Regions from separate parts of the Sus scrofa genome. Here region 1 is linked to region 2. A link is a contact called in public HiChIP or PLAC-seq data. All regions are on one chromosome and are shown on one strand. Each heading gives the region's core, a stretch centred on a gene start, on an enhancer-like site or on the middle of the called end of the contact. The rest is flanking DNA. Distances are from core to core; before and after follow the strand shown.

Region 1 (2,700 bases), core at 147-2,646, 270 kb before region 2:
TACTCAACCCAGAATACATTCTCTCGTAATTGGCCATTTTGTGCAAATTCAACTGTTTACCATGACAAACCAGACCGACCTGTCCATTCTTCTCCAGACCTCCGTAAGGCATTCGTGTTGGGTTACTCTGGAATACAGAGGCGACTATTTCTTTGAACACCAGACACAATCCTTGGCTTACCTTTAGGAATCACGGTCTAAGAAAACACTATGAATCAGAGTTCCCATCATGGCTCAGTGGTTAGAGAATCCGACTAGGAACCATGAGGTTGCCGGTTCGATCCCTGGCCTTGCTCAGTGGGTTAAGGATCCAGCATTGCCATGAGCCGTGGTGTAGGTCGAAGACGAGGCTCAGATCCCGTGCTGCTGTGGCCCTGGTGTAGGCTGGCGGCTACAGCTCCAATTGGACGCCTAGCCTGGGAACCTCCATATGCCACAGAAGCGGCCCTAGAAAAGGCAAACACACGCACACACAAAACCCACTATGAATCTGTAAACTATGTTTACACACCAAGGAACAGGAGGGCTCTCCCTTCCTATGGGAAGGGCAGGCATGACCTCCCAGCTCCAGCTCTCCCAAGAGTTGAAGGGACTGTCACCAGCATGGCAAATGTTATTTTCTGCCTCCTATGACAACCCTGGGCCAACTTGGATCACGGAGTTCAAGTAACATATAATATATATTCAATGAGCAGAAAGATGCAACTTCTCTGCCTTGACGAGAAGGATATAAGAGGAGAGGAAAAAGAGAAAAGGCTTGAGGGAAAGTGAAGTCCCACCTGCCACTCTGCTAAAGGCCAAAAGCCTTGAGCCTCAATCTGTGGGTGGAGCCAGTCCCTGCCCTGGATGTTTCCTCCTGAAACAGGGCCGACAGACAGAGCCCTCAGCCAGGAAAAGCGAGTCAACACGACCTGTACGCTCTACCTCCTTCTTTTAGAGGGAAATTTCCCCTGACATGGATGCTTCATCGTCATCAATTATCCACATCCACGGTAGACTTGAGGCCTTGAGAACATCTTAACACTGGCTAACACGCCGGCAACAACAAAATCTCATGGCGCCAAAAAAGAAAAAAATCCGACTTAGAACTTCCCACTTCCATTCCTGGCCCTCCTCCTCTTAGCCTTAAATGCGTTTTGGTAAATGACAATCAAATGTTTAAAAAACAGAGAGTGAAGTGGTTCTGGAGCTCCCACCAATCTATTTTCTAAGTTTCCAATAGTCAGAAAGCACACTTGTGGGTTAGTCTATTCATCCAAACCAAATGCCAGATCTTTCCATCCTGAGTCGGGACCAGGCTGAACACCTGCCCTCGCTCTCATTATGGACCTTCTGACCCAGCTCCAGGCATGGGATTCCGTCCTGACTCAGCCACGCTGAACTCTGCTCCACTAGAAGCATCTGGGCATTTCCTTCTCTCACTTCCTCAGCCTCTGCTCGGGAGTGTCTGGGAGAAGGTTGTCACGAACAGATGTGCTTGTCTATTTCCAGAATTTGATTCTGTGTGCATGTGGTAAGAAAAACAAAACAAAACAAAACCCACAGAGGACAAGGGACAGAGGGAAGTCAGGTGAATCCAGCATTACCACGTCCACACACTTAGACTTCACTCCTCTGGGACTCGTGGTTCCTACAGTGACCCTTTCTGAAATGAACACAGCATGACTGAAGTTTTTCTAGCCTGTCAGTGAGAACTACCACCGTATATTGGTAAGTATTTCCGTTTAAAATGCACTTGGAAAGGATATGGTTTCAAGCCTGGACAAAGCTCATATTGTCGAGTTCTAGTTCCAGTTATTTTAGGCAAAGAAAGGGAATTTCCATTCCTCCCTCTAATCAGGCGGGAGCACTCCCTTCTGAGTAACCACTTCCTTGTGATCTGTCAGAGCCCAAGTTATTTAACAGGGGGGAAAAAAAATCCCCTGGTATTAGGCATAAAATTTCTAGTCAAGCCAGCCACTCTGAGAACACGTCCATGAGCTCATGCAAGAATGAAGATGTGACCTCATTCAGCGGAGGGAACACAGGAGACTTGATTCTACAAGAAAGGGATGAAATGGGGCCACACGGACCGTCATTCAGCAGCCGTGGTGATGGTGCCAATGGCTCTCATTATAGCCAACGTAGCATGTGCCAGGCACTCGTTCATCAGAACCATGATTGGACTGCTCGTGTTTGCGAGTTTTAATGTTTAAGGGTTTTGTTTTTTGTGTGAGTCAGTACATGTCAGAGTTCCCTGATGACTTATTAGGCCAAGGATTCAGTTGTCACTGCTGTGGCACGGATTTGATCTCTGCAACAGGAACTTCCCCATGCGGTGGGTGTGGCAAAAAAAAAGAAGTCGGTTAATGTACATTCCATGAAAAATAGTGTAGGTGGTAACAGATATGGCAAAAATCCAAAGTAATACGCAAATGACAACAGAGAAACAGTGAGCTGGACAATGCCGTTTCTCGAAACAAAACAAAAAACACCACTGCAACAGAGAAGGGAAAAAAGAAAAAAAACTGGCCATGCAGTAAACCTTCCTTAGGGGCCGAGCACTTGATGCATATAGATTTTAGAGGCCTGACCTGTAATCCTCGCAAAGACACTATGAATTAGGAAAGACGACTACCCCCAGTTTACAGATGAGGACACCGAGGCCGAGGAATGCCAAGTACTGGCTCAGGGTGACATGGCTATAGCGGCAGAGCTAGG
Region 2 (2,700 bases), core at 182-2,681:
GGATGGCAAACTTGGGCCCAGCCAGCAGGCAGATAGAATAGCCCATAATAGCTGGGGGCACCAATACTTGCATCGCGTCTGGTTCTACCAGGGTATTGTTCTGTGACCCATTACGTGTTGCTTAACCTTTCTTTGCCTGATTTTCCTGTTTGTGAGATTGGTTCATCGACCCTTGTCTTCCACCACCCAAGGATGATTTCAACTGCCTATTTATAAAAAGTCCTTTGGAGGACAGCACAACAAAGTCAAAGGTGATGCTTAGGAGCAGGAAGCAGGTAGATGTGGACATTTCATGTCCTTCGTGTTAGAATAAAGGCATTTCATAACCTTTTGGATATGATGCAACATATCATGAATCCTGACACATAGTTGGAAGTAGGAAATTGCAAGGAAGTGCAAGTCCAGTTACAGACTCAGCTGCTTGGGAGGGATTGTGAGAAAGAGAGCTGGGCATTCTGCGTTAGGATATGGATTTTCCTGAAGTCATGTTATGATGTGAGCTGCTCTAGGGTTACCTTATTGTTATTTACTGTCAATCTGGCTTTCTTTAGGTTTATTTTAAAGAAGATGAAAAAGCAAAATATATTTTTATTCTTTTCAGTGTTTATAAATACAAGGTTTCGTAGTAGTTTTGATGTCAATTATTTTTTAAAGTCTTCATGACAGCTTTTTATTTTATTTTTCCTTTTCATTTTATTGAAATATAGTTGGTTAACAATGCATGACACCTTTTTAGACCAAGGGCTGCCTCTGCTGCTTGGAGTTTAGAGGTTTAGAGGTGGATACGTTGTCCTCAGGGAAGTTTAGGGGCCACAGATTAAACAGTCCTGTATTAATTGTAGCTGGAGGCTCACTGTGGTTTGCTTATAAGCTGCTTTTTAAAATCAGTAAATCTGTAAATCTAGACTGCAGAATGCGGAAGGAGCCAGGAAGAGGCCATTTGGTTGGAAATTATAGTTTTTCAAGGCAAAATGACCAGTTATGGTAAATTTAAAGAAATGACCTGACTTCTGTTGTAAGGCTGTTGTAATGTATGTAATGTGGCCGACAGTAGGAGGAGGGCCACTAGGACTGAAGTGCTCGTATTTGGCTGAGCGGATGCTGAACTGCAGCATCTCTGAGGTCAGGGAGGGCTGGTGTGGGAAGTACAGTCTATTCCTTTCCTTGGTGTTCCCAGTGGGCCTTTATTTACTTCCTTGCACACCGGCTACACTGTCTCGATCACCCTGCAGAGTGAAGATTAACTTGACTTTGTCATGCGGGGACAGATTTTAATTCTACAGGTCCATTTTGCCCACGTGTGTGCTTGTGGACCATACAGTCTGCTTTCCAAAGCAGCGCTCGATTTTGACAAACTTTCCTAGGTGTTTGCCCAGGATCGAACTTTTAATTTTCCGTAAAGATTAAGCTGTGCTTGCTACCCTCTAGTGGTGACTTGCCTCAGCTTAAGATGAAAACCTTCCTCTGGTGGGTGGGAAAGTTGGTGAGTTGTATTGGCGCAGTTTTCTAAACCCCTGTTCTGGAGAGGCTGGTTAGTCCAGCCCGTATGCAGGTCCTGCTTGAGTTTGCCAGATTCTGCTTGTCTCAGACTTGTTGGGAGAACAGGAAACTGTTCGTGCCTCTCAGTCTGTGTGATCAAGCACATGAAGAACTGAATCTTTAACAGTGAACTCTGCTATGCTCAGAAAAAAAAAAAAACCTGACTCACACATACTGTGATAACTACAGGCAACCTCAGAACAACATCTGGCGTGTTTTTAGCCTTTCTCGTTTACCCCAACACCTAACATAAAAATTATTTTGTACTTTCCAAAAAATGTTTCTATCATGAATGTTTTTCTTTTTTTAAAATTTTATGATTTTTATTTTTTCCATTAGAGTTGGTTTATAGTGTTCTGTCAGTTTCTGCTGTACAGCAAGGTGAACCGGTCATGCATATATATATATACACACATCCTTTTTCTCACATTATCCTCCATCCTGCTCCATCTTAAGTGACGGGATATAGTTGCCAGTGCCATACAGCAGGATCTCATTGCTTATCCACTCCAAAGGCAATAGTTTGCATCTATTAACCCCAGATTCCCAGTCCATCCCACTCCCTCCCTCTCCCCCTTGGCAACCACAAGTCTATTCTCCAAGTCCATGAGCTTCTTTTCTGTGGAAAGGTTTGTTTGTGCTGTATATTAGATTCCAGATATAAGCGATATCATATGATATTTGTCTTTCTCTTCTGACTGACTTCACTTAGTACGAGAGTCTCTAGTTCCATCTGTATTACTGCAGTTGGCATTATTTGTTCTTTTTTATGGCTGAGTAGTATTTCATTGCGTATATGTACCACATCTTCTTAATCTATTCATCTGTCGATGGACATTTAGGTTGTTACCATGTCTTGGCTATTGTCAATAGTGATGCAGTGAACATACAGGTGCATGTGTCTTTTTCAAGGAAAGTTTTGTCCAGATAGATGCCCAAGAGTGGAAATGCTGTGTCCTTTGGTAGTTCTGTATTTAATTTTCTGAGGTACCTCCATACTGTTTTCCATAGTGGTTGTACCAGTTTATATTCCCACCAACAGTGTAGGAGGGTTCCCTTTTCTCTCCACCCTCTCTAGCATTTTTTGTTTGTTGACTTGTTAACGATGGCCATACTGACAGGTATGAGGGTGGTACCTCTCATGAATATTTAAGTCAGCTT

Evidence for each region. HiChIP or PLAC-seq counts read pairs in DNA pulled down with a chosen protein or histone mark.
Region 1: a contact with region 2 is called in an H3K27ac HiChIP or PLAC-seq map of alveolar macrophages. The contact joins two enhancer-like sites. A contact is called at or near these places in 12 of 47 Hi-C or Micro-C datasets (alveolar macrophages, embryonic fibroblasts, epiblast stem cells and 7 more) and 2 of 2 datasets of contacts at active chromatin or transcription factors (alveolar macrophages and skeletal muscle).

The regions. Positions count from the first base shown.
Region 1 is chr17:54,882,342-54,885,041 of Sscrofa11.1, reverse strand. All of the region lies in intron 1 of LOC106504276 (a long non-coding RNA gene), which reads left to right. Among named protein-coding and RNA genes, the nearest start is that of BCAS1, 140 kb to the left of the region's middle. Within about 2 kb of position 1,396, at least 33 of the 83 cell types and tissues checked have an H3K27ac peak or open chromatin away from gene starts, as enhancers often do. A contact at or near this core is called in alveolar macrophages, embryonic fibroblasts and skeletal muscle, where this site is marked.
Region 2 is chr17:54,614,717-54,617,416 of Sscrofa11.1, reverse strand. The region is part of intron 2 of ZNF217 (zinc finger protein 217); the gene reads left to right. Among named protein-coding and RNA genes, the nearest start is that of ZNF217, 16 kb to the left of the region's middle. Within about 2 kb of position 1,431, at least 22 of the 83 cell types and tissues checked have an H3K27ac peak or open chromatin away from gene starts, as enhancers often do. A contact at or near this core is called in alveolar macrophages, embryonic fibroblasts and skeletal muscle, where this site is marked.